Linked DNA regions of Gossypium hirsutum: regions 1 and 3 are each linked to region 2. A link is a contact called in public Hi-C data. All regions are on one chromosome and are shown on one strand. Each heading gives the region's core, a stretch centred on a gene start, on an enhancer-like site or on the middle of the called end of the contact. The rest is flanking DNA. Distances are from core to core; before and after follow the strand shown.

Region 1 (4,339 bases), core at 232-2,731, 300 kb after region 2:
ATGTCCATAGGTAAAGTTAATTTGTGAATATAAGCCTTTTGTTGAACTTAATTGTAGAACTTGAAACTCTTTGTTAACATTATAAACTTAGCCTTTTTGAATGAGTTTATGATGAATTATGTGTTCTTGAGATTGGAATTGAACTTATATGAATGGAATGTTGATTGAATTGGTAGAAATTTGATATTTGAATAGGGTTATAGGTGATGAAATTTGAAGAAATGGAAAAATTTTAAAAATAGAATGCACGTCACGACATCAAGATTACCACGTCTCGATGACATAAGTCAATATGTGACGTCGCAGCATCGAGGGTTCCACGTTGTTGTGTTTGACTATTAAAAGAGCTATTAGAAGCTCGTATAAAATTTAGACATGTGTTTGAATTATATTAGAAATGTTTAATGACCCCAATAACTTGAATGAATTGATGAAATGAATTTAATTTAATTATCATTGCTTCAACAACAAATGTAGCCTTTTGATATCTTGACCCGACGATCGGGTCAAGTATGGGGGAGTTATAAAAAAAATGTCATACTCTAGTACTAAATGATATATTATTAAGTCATAAAGAAATAAAAATAAAATATTGTGATATATTATTTTATTAATAAAAATATAATTTGAAATAACTATAAATTATTTTTAATTATTTCATAAATATTATAAACTAATATCATTATAAAGAACAAAAGAGAATAGTAGAAAAAAGAAAGAATAATTCAACTTCCACTTGGATAAAATAATTCCATATGGATGGTTCTTCTAAGACATCTAAATACATGTTTAATTTCATACAATGTCTCTGTGTTTGAGAAGAATTTAAATTTTGTTAACAAGTTCACTATGAATGTTATATCAGGTCGTGTGTTGTTTCAAGATACACTAATGCCTTATAAGTCTATAACTTTTAAATATGGTACTTCATGACCAAAAAATTCTTCATCATTTTCATCAAGACGAAATGAGTCTTTATTCCCATATAGTGATTTTACAACTATTGAGGTATTCAATGAATATGATTTATCCAAGTAAAATTTCTTTAAGATTTTTTTTATATAAGTTGACTGATGGATATGAATTTCATCATTTAAATACTCAATGTATAGGCCGAAACAAAATTTTGTTTTTATAATATCTTTCATCTCAATTTTTTTAAAATTAATTTTTTATATTTTAAAAATAATATTTAAATCCTCAAGGTAAACAACAATTATCTTTTATTTATATATATATATTATATTAAAAGAAGAAAAATTAAAAATTAATTATTTTTCTATTGAAAAGAGATAAAATTAGGTGTAACCATAATTTCATACAATACTTCCTTTTATATTAACGGTGAGGAAACACTTATTATGGAGTATTTACCAAATTTTACTCCAATTATCATTATCTATTTTTAGTGGGCCCCTGTCACTAGTTTAATGTCACTAAGACCCATACAAATGCATTGGATAAAGCACCAATTATTGGCAACCAAATAAATAATCAGCAGAAGACGAAGCTTCATCTCCACCACTACTTATAGTATAAACACCATCCAACCATTTTCAGTGCACTACAAGGACAACTAGCCCAACAAATCAAAGGTCTGTTTTAATTACATCAAGGATGATTTAGTCCACCAAAAAAAACCCAAACAATTTAATCCTGAAAAGCTCCTTTCCAGGAGCCAGTTACCGCCACTCAAACAGAAAACTGAGTTTGTGCTATGGCCGTGAGACTATTGTCAACTCCAACTGCTCTATCTGATCCAACAAAGCTCTCCTTCTTCTCATCACCCAAACCCATCTCAACAGCAACCTCCTTCTTTCAATGGAGATCCAAGTGCAGAATTTTTACAAGGAAAATGGTGGTAAAGGCATGTGTTAAGGTGGAAGAAAAGAATGTGAAAGAAACTAGTAAACAAGAGTGGGGCAAGGTGACAGCTGTACTTTTTGACATGGATGGAGTGTTGTGCAATAGTGAGAACCCTTCTAGAAAGGCTGCTGTTGATGTTTTTGCAGAGATGGGTGTCCAAGTCATTGCGGAGGACTTTGCTCCTTTCACTGGAATGGGTAAAATTTTAGTTTGATCCCTTGATATTTATTTTAAGTTTCTCCTGTTATGGATAGTCTTCCATAAATTTGAGTGATTCGGAAAAGTATGAATTTTGAGGAATGTAGGTGATTAATTGTATGGTGCTGATTAAGAAGTAAATGTGTTTCAAAGAGTTCTTCATAAATATGTAAATCTGCGACAAATAGTTCTTCTGATTTATTGTCAATTAATTTTGATGTCATGAAGAGCTGTTAACTTTACCTGCATATTTCTACTTCACTGATATACCAGGTGAAGCAAACTTTTTAGGAGGCGTTGCTTCTGTTAAGGGTGTTAAAGAATTTAACACTGAGGCAGCAAAAAAGAGATTCTTTGAGATATATCTTGATAAGGTAATCAGCACTTAGTTTTTATATGGAGAGTTATTCTTTCTTCTTATGAAAGGACAATCATACAATGCCCATTTTTAGTGTTTTTCAGTGAACAAATTTTCACACAAAAAGTTCTTTCCTTCTTGTAGTATGCAAAACCTAATTCTGGAATAGGATTTCCAGGTGCTTTTGAGCTCATTAATGAGGTACGTAAGCCAATTGTCACTGGAGAGATAATGATGTCACCTCAGGTTTATGATCATATGATGGAATATTCTGTGTGACAGTGTAAAAACAAAGGCCTAAAAGTGGCTGTTGCATCCAGTGCTGATCGTGTCAAGGTAGATGCTAACTTAGCTGCTGCTGGATTGCCCTTATCAATGTAAGCCAACTGCCAACCTAATATAGTTGTTTGGATGAATATATTGGTTGTATATTTACATTTTTAGCTTTGCAGCATCAATCTGTTTTTTTTTTTTCTTGTTCTTATTATGGTTCTAGCCTTTATATATCAGGTTCGATGCTATTGTGTCAGCAGATGCTTTTGAGAATCTGAAACCTGCTCCAGATATTTTCTTAGCTGCATCAAAGATATTAGACGTTTCCCCTGATGAGGTATATCTAGTTCTCTCCCCTCTACCAATTGCAACTATTTTCTTCCCTTTTCATTGACCAAAGTTACGCTGCATGAGAATGGTGATATTGCAGCATTTATTTTTCTTTGCAATTTTTATTGGAATTTATGTGAAATAGAAAATGTATTTTTCTTCTTTGTGTGCCAAAAAGTATTAAAAACTTACTGATTTTGCCATGTCTCATGCACCTAACATACTTCCCATTTCTCTTGTGGGTGGTGTACACTGTCTGTTAGCTGAACTTTGATAGCTTTATGACTTGCTTGGAGAATTTTATATTCTTGTTACAATAATACTGCAGAGCTTCTGTTTTTAAAATTCTTCGTTTCCTAAAGTTCCATTGTAATTCTTCTGCTGGGAAATATGACCTCTACCTATATTTGCCAGTGTCTTGTTATTGAAGATGCTTTGGCTGGAGTACAGGCTGCTAATGCAGCAAAAATGAGGTAAGTGATCTATATTCATGTTTGTTTCTATTTACTTTGCTCTTTACTTCCTTCTTTATTTTCTTTTCACACTTTCAACTTGGGAGAAGAATATGATTTGCTTACATGATTAATATGTTGTATCAAAATCACCTGCTTTTCCCTTTTTTTAACATATAGATTAATGTTTAGGTTGTGCTTGTTTACCATTTGCTTCTCTCGTCATACAGAAATGGAGTAACTTTATAGTAATTCTAATCATTCTCCACTGCCTGCAGATGCATAGCTGTGACAACTACATTGACAGAAGAGACTCTAAAACCTGCTGGTCCATCAATTATCAGAAATGATATTGGAAGTGTTTCACTTGATGATATTCTCAGTGGTGGCTCAGGTGGTTATAGTCTGTTGTCCTGAGAATATGGTGCAAATGTCATTTTGTACCATTAACATTGTAAAATGATGATGCTTTTTAGCATTCTTTTTGTTTTTTTTATGGAAGCACATGATACATTCGCTGTTGTAATTTGTCTCCTATGTAGTGGAAAATTTTCAATTCTATTGATAAAGTCCATCCTTGTGCACCAACAAGCTAATACTACTAAATTTTGATCTTGAATTTGATGAAATAATGAGAAAAACAATCACCTTTAAACTAAGCAGCATTGGGTATCCCTGAAGCCATTCTTTTCCCGATTGATCACTAAGGCTTGTAGATTTGGCATATAAAGTTCTAATAAATAAATATCATTGCAGATGAGATGGTGCAGAATATGCGGTTTCTGCAAGTTACTGAACAAAATCCATCAAGGATTCTCAATGAAAGAACTCGAAATGGATCAACCCCTGGTGTGGATGTTCC
Region 2 (4,413 bases), core at 1,453-3,952:
CAAGGCCAAATTGACCAAATATATAAATGTTGCAGGCCAAACTTGTTAAATCAAGAACAAATTGACAGAATGTGTAAACTATAAAAGCTCAATTTGTTATTATACCAATGAAAAAATATGTACAATTGATGAAAAACATTAACATTGTGACTAATTCTCCTCAATTGCTCACTTTCGAAATTGACAGGGATTAAATTGCTCCAATTTTTTTGAGAGGGATCAATTTACTCAATATCGAAACTGAGAGTGATCAGACAGGTCTTTTTACCGATTATGAAATACCTCACAAAGCAGGTCAATTCGATTGAGAACAGCATTTGCTTGTGCCAGTGCGATTGGTCTATTTGTTCCAGCTAACTGCAAACACAAGAACTATAGTTTAATTCGCAGTCCACTTTCCTAGAGATGGATGACCAATGTTCCCTGTGAAGAAAACAACCAAAATGCATAGAATGAGGTACTACCAGCACAACCCAGTCACGCTCCATGGCAATCCCCAGTGCCACTCCAGATAGCCTCTCAATAGCCCCTGCTATCACTAGCACAGCAAACCAAGGATGTAGAAGACTAGACGAGGCAGAAGCAGAAGAAAATGAATGAGCATGAATTATCATTGCCACTGACAACAACTGAGCAGAGGCCTGGAAGATGCCAATAAATTTAGAAAACAAATTAGGACAGTGTTAATTTTACATTAATCCTGAAAAAAGTTATTGCCATTTGTGGTACCTGAACAGCATTCAAAAAGATATATGAAGGTACTCTAGGAGAATGATCCATAAGTTTACCAACCAAAGGGCCTCCAATGATAATAGCAAGCTATTAACATAAATTCTGTTAGAAAGTATTCCATTATCTCTTGTTCTACGTAGTGAATTTATGTTGTTGGACTAATCTATACCTTAGTGAAGAATCCCATGACAGCCACCGGTAGAAGGCTTGGATGAAGCAACGCAATAGCAGAAGGCCAAGCAAAATTCCAAAGCTGTTCCACTAAATTCCCAGCCAAGCAACTTGCATAAAATGCTGAAATATGAATATCACAATTTAGTAAAATGATAGAACAAGATACAAAAGTACAAGACATTGTTGCAAGTTTCCAGAACTTGATAACATACAAAATAAGAAAGTTAATTTAAAGAGGTTTATGCTCTATTGACAACTTGATAGAAACCTAATCCCTAAAGCACAAAGAGAGCAGAGGACTACAATACCTAACCTTCTGAACACATTGTACACTTACTGCTTAGAGACACAAAATAGGATCAGTTTAAGTCTATCAAGAGTATTATCTATTTACTGTGCTTTGATAAGATGAAAATAGAATGTCCTACCATATAATCCCTCTGGGTGCGCTGGAGTTGCAGCGAGAGCTTCCTGCTCCTCCTCTGATAATACCTAGGCAAGAAAAAGAATAAAATGATAGGAAAATGTTGTTGGATTTACACTCGAGTCGTAAATAAACTGATATACAGAGAGGAACATACTGGGAGTGTTGTTAAGAGACTATCTACATATGCATCCCCAGTTAGTATATTCAAAGATTCAGTCTCAAGAACATCAGATTTAAGCTGAAGTATTGGTGTTGTACAACAACAATCACTATCTGTTGCTGATAAATCCTCATCCTCGATAGCCACGTGGTTGAAATGCACATCAGTATTTGTTATTGAACATCTCAATTTAAAGCTGTCAAAACTACGACTAAACAGAAAAACAAACCAAATAAAAAAAATTGTTAGCTGCCTCATTCAAATATCTCAAATATAATAAAAATAGCTTTCTCAGGGCAAATTGCAGACTAATTCGACTTTGAATCACCAGTCCTTCATGCAATAAGACATTACATCAAAAAAGAAAAAAGAGAGAGAGAGAACATTTTGCCACATTTAAATTAAGAGAACAAATTAAAGAGTTACCTATGAGTATTAGTAGGAGGGGAGTTGAGACTCAACCATCGGCTAGAAGAGAAGCGATGGTGAATTCCAGAAGCAGCTTGTCTCGATATAAAGGCTTCTCTCCTAGAAACAGAAAAGTTAAACAAATTGAAAGAGAGCTGAGAATTTGTAACCGCGACCATTGCCATGCTAGCTTCAGCTGTTGCTTATTTAACTTGTTATTGCTCCAGAAATTGAAGCACCAATACCCACTTTTGAGTTTTTCTAAACTCATGCAGCTGTGAAGAAAGCAAATTGAATAGCAATCAGGAGCAAATTTTACCGCTCTTGGGGTTTAGTTAGACAGCAAATCCTATCAGGGTTTAGGTTCAAATGAGTCCAAAGAAACAAAAGTTGGAACCTTTTTCTAACTGCTGAAATGAACTGGTTTGGTTTTTGAGATACAAAAAAGGCTATCTGGGTTTGGCGCCACAAGGAAATCAAAAGGAGCTTTTGAGTTTCTAGATAACAAAAACAATCTGGTACCTGTATATAGCCTTCAATTTAAAGGGGCAGAAAGAAAGAAGGGTTTGGGAAAGCTGAAATGATGGGAGGGTTATCCGTGGCATGATTTGTTGCGTAAGAGTCCGGCGGTGAGCGGAAAGATTTTGTGGCCACTAGATTTGAAGGGTGGCGGCACCCTTGTGGAAGTGGGTCCATTAAAGCCTAGTTACTAATTTTCCTTTCCTCAACAATCAGTGTAAAGACGGCAAGCTAAGTTGCCATTTGATGTACGAAACTTTTGAAATTCATTTACAAGTATGACATTCTAGTAGTTTCCATGATAATAACCAAAAAAAGAAGTTTGATTTTTTTTTGGAATAAATACACAAAAAAATCCTTGTAATAATCCGTGGTATGATCATGTACCATTGTCTGAATTAAAAAAATTAATTGAGTGTTAGTTGGATTAATATTAATATTATTGTTAGTGTAAAAAGACGTAAATTTGAATGCACTTAAATATATTATCTTTTTATTTTAACTATTGTATTAGAAAAATGGATATGATAAACAATTTATAATGATATTAATATTAAAAAATAATAAAATATTCAAATATTCAAAAATTTCAAAACATTTATAAAAATAAATTAATAATTAATTCCAAACTTTAGGGGTGTTCAAACGGTTAATCAAATTAAACTAATATTAACCGGACTTTTTAATTCTTTAACCATTAATCGAACAAAAAATTTTTCAACAAAAATTAACTGAATCGAAATATTTCAGTTAATTCAGTTGGTTAATCGAATTAACTGAAATTGATTTTTTTTGTTAAAATAAGTATAAAATATATAAAAAATAATTAAATTGATAATACTCATTTAACCGAATTAGTAATAGCCTAATACATATAATTTATAATATTATTTATAAAGTTTGGTTAATTTAGCTAATTACCCAATTTTAAACCGAATTAATCATTAACTGAAATTTTAAAAAAACTTTTAACCAACCTTTAACCGAACTAGATCGGTTAACCGATTAATTAACCAAATTAGATCAGTTCGATTAGTTAATTTGTTTTTAACTGAAACTTGAACACCCCTACCAAACTTTGGAGAAAAAAAAAATAAAAAGTTGTTTAATGGTTTATTTTCAAACCATGATTTGGGTAAAAAAAATATATTTGGATTTAAAATTTAAAATTTAAAATTTTTTATTTGGATAATAAATAAAAAGTTGGATTTGAATTTGAATAAATCCAAGTCTAATTTCATAAAAATTAAATTTTGGATTTCAAAATCCATTTTAAAACTTACAATTTTCAACATCCAAGAATCATTAAAAAAAAAATTGTTCTCTCTTCTTTCACACTTCCTTTTAAGCCCAAACAATAAATAAATAATTTTACTTATAATATATCATCAACGAAGTTTAAGATTTTCAAAATTGGATCGATGAGCAAATCAGTTAGACCATTTGTTCCTGGTTTGACCGATCTAATCGGTTCAATTAATAAATTATTCAAAAATTAAAATAGATAAAATCGGTTCAATTAGTTCAATTGTCGATTTAACTGGTCCATGAGTCAATCAATCTGATCCTTTATTTTAGACTCGTACTCCAACCAATTCCTGATTAATCGGTCTGATTGGTCGATCCGATTCTAAAAACAACGGCGAAGCTTCATGCATTTAATTTAATACAATATAAATATTCAAAAATTTCATTTATACCATAATTTTCACAATTTTAATTTTAAACCCTTGAATTTTAATTTACACATTATTCTTCTTATACCTAATGCAATTGGTCTGACTAGTTGTTCTAGTCTGGTTTTTTAAAATCGAATTAGTGATCGAACTAATTAGATCACTAGTTTTCTACTTCAACTAATTCGATCGATTTAACTGGTAAGATCAGTTCGACTGGTCTGTACGATTCTATTAAATAAATAATTAAAAATAATAAAAATTTAAAAGAAAAGTTCAACCACCCAATCAACCAGTCCAGATCAATTCCCAAGTTA
Region 3 (4,154 bases), core at 314-2,813, 460 kb before region 2:
TTCATATGATAAAATAAAACCAAAAAGACATCAATTCTGACTAATACCTTCTTTGCACTGGGATCCTTGATTCTCTTCGGTGGGAGAAGATCCCAATCAGTGTACAAGCTACCAGTTCGTTTCCCAACATTATCAATAAGAATTTTGTAAGTAGCATCCGGATGCAGAATAAATGTGTAAACATGAGTAAGTTGGTCAGTCTCACATGGAACTTCCTTTTTCATCAAGTGGTTTGTCCCCTTGTAATGAAGAATAGCATGTACTTTCTTTGTGCTTCCACAGATATCAGGCCCAAACATAATGCTGCACCCAACCAACATTACAAAAAAATCAGTAAATCTGCAATAAAATCTTTTAGAGATACCAAGAGGTTAGATCATAAAGTAAAACCTGTATGGGGTGTCACCACCAAAATTCTTCTGGTCAATGTCACCACTGAGTAGTTTCATGTAACCACCACCACAGTCAAGCTGCTGCTCATGCTTGACAGAAAATTGGAAGACTAGAGTCTTGCCCTTGTTGTTAACTTCTGGGAACTTAGCCGAAATAGCATAGAACCTGTAGTCTTCACTAGTTTGAATACCTTTGTCATTAAGATTCCCACTCCATTTTCCAGAAGTGTAATTCCATTCCCCAGCCATGTTGTCATCTTTCTTCCAGTCAGATTTTACCCACCGACTTTCCCATCCATCTTTGGTTTAAAAACAATAGAAATGCAAAATCAGCCAGAAAAAGAAAAGGTCAAATTCTTCTGTTTGAAAACAGTGAAACGTACAATAAAAACATAAGCAGCTTCTCGTTTGTTAAAGGGAAAGCAAAATTTTAGTAACGCAGCCATGCATAGTACGTTAAGTAGTAGGAACACATTAGCTAGACTCTGATATCTACCCTGATTTAAAAGACCATAACATCTAATTAATTTTGCTAAGAACTAGTGTTTTCATTCTCAAGATATATCAAATAACAAAAAAATAACATAAACTAAAGCAGAATGATAATATTAATCATCATTTCATCCAATTATCCTCTACAGTTACAGAACAATTGAAACACAATACACAAATTCACACCCATTTCTCAAAGAATTCAAACACATTTCTAATAATTTATATATTTTTATAATTAGAGCCTTTTATGGAATCATATTACGTGTAGATCTACTCGACTCACTACATCTTTTAAACGAAATTAATCATTCGAGTAAAGGAACCATCGAAAACAGCCAGATCACCTACTTAACATTTAAAAATCACCGATCCATTCATTTACGTCAAGTTAAAATATCAAAACCTCTTAAATAAAAAAAAAGATTCAAACAAAAAAAAACAATCTAAAACGTTAAGATTCAATGCATGTAGATTGAGTATTAGAAAGCGGGGGGAAAATGAGTGAGAAAGAGTTTACCATCGAAACGCTCTTCGAAGAATACTTCAGCAGAGGCAATGACGAAGAAAGAGACAAGAATTAGAGAGATAAAATTAGGGATCCGTTTAGGAATCGCCATAGCTGAACTCCACGGAGCGAGAATGTAGAACTGCAGTGCACTGATAGTCTGATGGGTTGTTTTGGTACCGTTTATATAATACTCGTTGCGTTTCAATGGTTTTCTTCCTTTTTACTTTTTACTTTTTACGGCCCAGTTAAAACGAGGTATTATTATTTTCTGTAAATATGACGTGGACTGAAGTTAATGACTGAAGCCAATGGCTTGATGACATGTCATTCACAGGTGTCACTAAGTTGACGTGGCAAAAATTTATTGGCTAGGAATTTCACGTGACACGTAGGAGGATTTTGCCTTGTTAGGCTAGGAGTACGTTACGTCTCATTTCAGCGGAATTGTGTTACATGTGGCAAGCAGGCAATGATCCACAGAACTGTAGAGGCCGTCCACCTAGACGTTGGTTTGAGGCGTAGCAGCAGATTATTTACGTCTCTTAATTGGTCTCGTATTAGCGGTTGGGTTTCAGTTTTATCATCCCGAAACTTCCATTAAAATTTATGGCATCTATTGGTAAAAGAAAATTTGTAAATTTGTTTAGATATTTACGTTTTAGATAGATACTAAATGTGAATTTGAGTCTAGTAATATGAGAAAATAGCATAGAACTGTAATATAATATTTATTATGCATAAAAATCTTTTTTTTTTTAAAAAAACTTTCATCTCAAATCGATGTTTGAAAAATTAAATCTTAAATATTTTACTTGATATTTAAAAAATATTTTTATACAATATCTAAAAATTATTTATATCATAATTTAGTTCTTATTAACCTAATATTTTATATTTTTAAATGAAATTTAAATATAATAATGTAAATATATTATTTTTATAAAAGTAAAAAGAAAATTTATTTTAAATATAAGTTTTGATACTTATTTTATAAATTTCGATACGTTGCTTCTTTTGAAAGTTTTGTTAGATATCTTTAGAAGTTATCGGTACTTATAAATATAAAATTGATTTAAAAAGGTTTACAACATTTTGAAAGTTTATAATGTTAGGGCCCTTAGAAACATGATTATATGTTTTATAACATCTGAAAATATTTTAGATATTATCAAATTAAAATTTACAAATTTGATTAATGAAATTTAAGAATTATTTTAATATATCAAAACTAAAATAATTCTATCATTAGATATTCATTGAAAAATTCAATAGAGTAGTTAAATTTAAAATTTTTATTTGATTAATTTAAATTTAAATATAATTTAATTCAAGTTGACTATAAAAAATAAAAATCCAAATTTAAAAATTATTCTAACTCAAAATAACTAAAATAGGTAAAGTAATCCAACATTACTTGAACCAAGGAAAATCCAATTTTAAAATCTCAACCAACAAATTTCAATAAAAAAATTAATAATAACTTAAAAAATATAAAATTCTCAAAATTAAGTGGGGGTTTGATAAATTAAAATTCTAAATGTTAAAAAATTAAGCATTGAATTTGATAAGTGTTAAATTTATATTAAAAAATTATTTGATAAATTAGTAAATATAAGTACGGAATATAAATTATATTGATTGATAAAAGTAAATATTGATCTTTAAAATTTTATTTATTTATTTCTTAATTTTAATCTTATAAATTTAATATCTTATAATATTTTGGATAGTGCTGGATAAAAATAAATATGGTAATTTGAATATCTCTTTTTTTTAAATGACAATTTATTTTAATTTTTAATAAAATAAAACAAATGTAATATTTTATACATTTAATAATAAATAACTACTTATCTACTAATTTTATTCAACATTTGTTATTGAAAATTTTATATTATATAAAAATTAAAACAACTAAAAATTTTGAGTAATTTATGAAACACACCCTAACTTCAATGTATTTATTATAAAGATAAGAATAATGTCAGGGAGTAGCTGGAGTACTTGGGGTTTAAACGATAAAAATTGGATATTCAAATTTCAATGAAAAAAAAAAACATGAGTAAAAGTACTACAATTTATTTGAAGATATTAAAATTGGGTAACTAAAGGCAAGAGTTTAGATGAATTTGAAAAGCAAGCCTCCATGAGCTGCAAAGAAAGGAGCAAACACCAATGACTCAACCGCCATGAGCTTAATGAGGATGTTGAGCGATGGACCAGATGTGTCCTTGAGGGGATCCCCTATTGTGTCTCCTATCACTGCAGCCTTGTGGCAATCTGAACCCTTCGGACCAAGTGACTTTGCAGGCTCACTACCCCCTGCCTCTATATATTTCTTGGCATTATCCCATGCTCCTCCTGTGTTGGATGCTGAGATGGCTACCTGCACACCTGACACAAGTGAGCCAGCTAGAACACCAGCTAGTGTTTCGACTCCTAAGAAGGTTCCGACGATGAGTGGAGTAAGCATAACAAGTGCACCAGGTGGGATCATTGCCCTGAGTGAGGCATCAGTCGACATCTTTACACAGTTCTGTTAAGCATTGGCCTGCAATGCAACATATGGCCAGCAAGTCAGCAAGCAGACCAGCAGTGGAGCAGAACCGAATGCAGCAACTAGCTTAGGACCATTTTTTGTTCTTTTTGTTCCAATGTAACCAACTTTAGTTTGTTTGTAATTTGTAATCTAAGTTAGTAGGATTTTTGATGTAATGGATGTAATGGCTGATACATCAGCTTGCTTTAGTTTAAAATTT

What was found. Hi-C and Micro-C count contacts between places; a contact is called where the count stands out from the background.
Region 1: a Hi-C map of leaf shows a contact between it and region 2, with 2.2 times the contacts expected there. The contact joins the promoter of LOC107903827 here to the promoter of LOC107893624 in region 2. A contact is called at or near these places in 15 of 34 Hi-C or Micro-C datasets (anther, hypocotyl, leaf and 2 more).
Region 3: a Hi-C map of leaf shows a contact between it and region 2, with 1.9 times the contacts expected there. The contact joins the promoter of LOC107939081 here to the promoter of LOC107893624 in region 2. A contact is called at or near these places in 4 of 34 Hi-C or Micro-C datasets (callus, leaf and petal).

Annotation. Positions count from the first base shown.
Region 1 is chrA13:79,973,291-79,977,629 of Gossypium_hirsutum_v2.1, forward strand. It overlaps LOC107903827 (protein SUPPRESSOR OF QUENCHING 1, chloroplastic), which reads left to right and starts at 1,482. Exons shown (of 28, transcript XM_016829998.2): 1 at 1,482-2,063; 2 at 2,338-2,438; 3 at 2,567-2,623; 4 at 2,705-2,799; 5 at 2,933-3,032; 6 at 3,440-3,498; 7 at 3,756-3,871; 8 at 4,234-4,339. The coding sequence starts at 1,718.
Region 2 is chrA13:79,668,402-79,672,814 of Gossypium_hirsutum_v2.1, forward strand. LOC107893624 (solute carrier family 40 member 3, chloroplastic) reads right to left here and starts at 2,703. Exons shown (of 13, transcript XM_016818663.2): 1 at 1,920-2,703; 2 at 1,488-1,704; 3 at 1,335-1,398; 4 at 902-1,026; 5 at 730-819; 6 at 465-641; 7 at 283-357. The coding sequence starts at 2,086.
Region 3 is chrA13:79,207,401-79,211,554 of Gossypium_hirsutum_v2.1, forward strand. LOC107939081 (calreticulin) reads right to left here and starts at 1,564. Exons shown (of 13, transcript XM_016872364.2): 1 at 1,405-1,564; 2 at 391-691; 3 at 48-303. The coding sequence starts at 1,504. It also overlaps the pseudogene LOC107939084.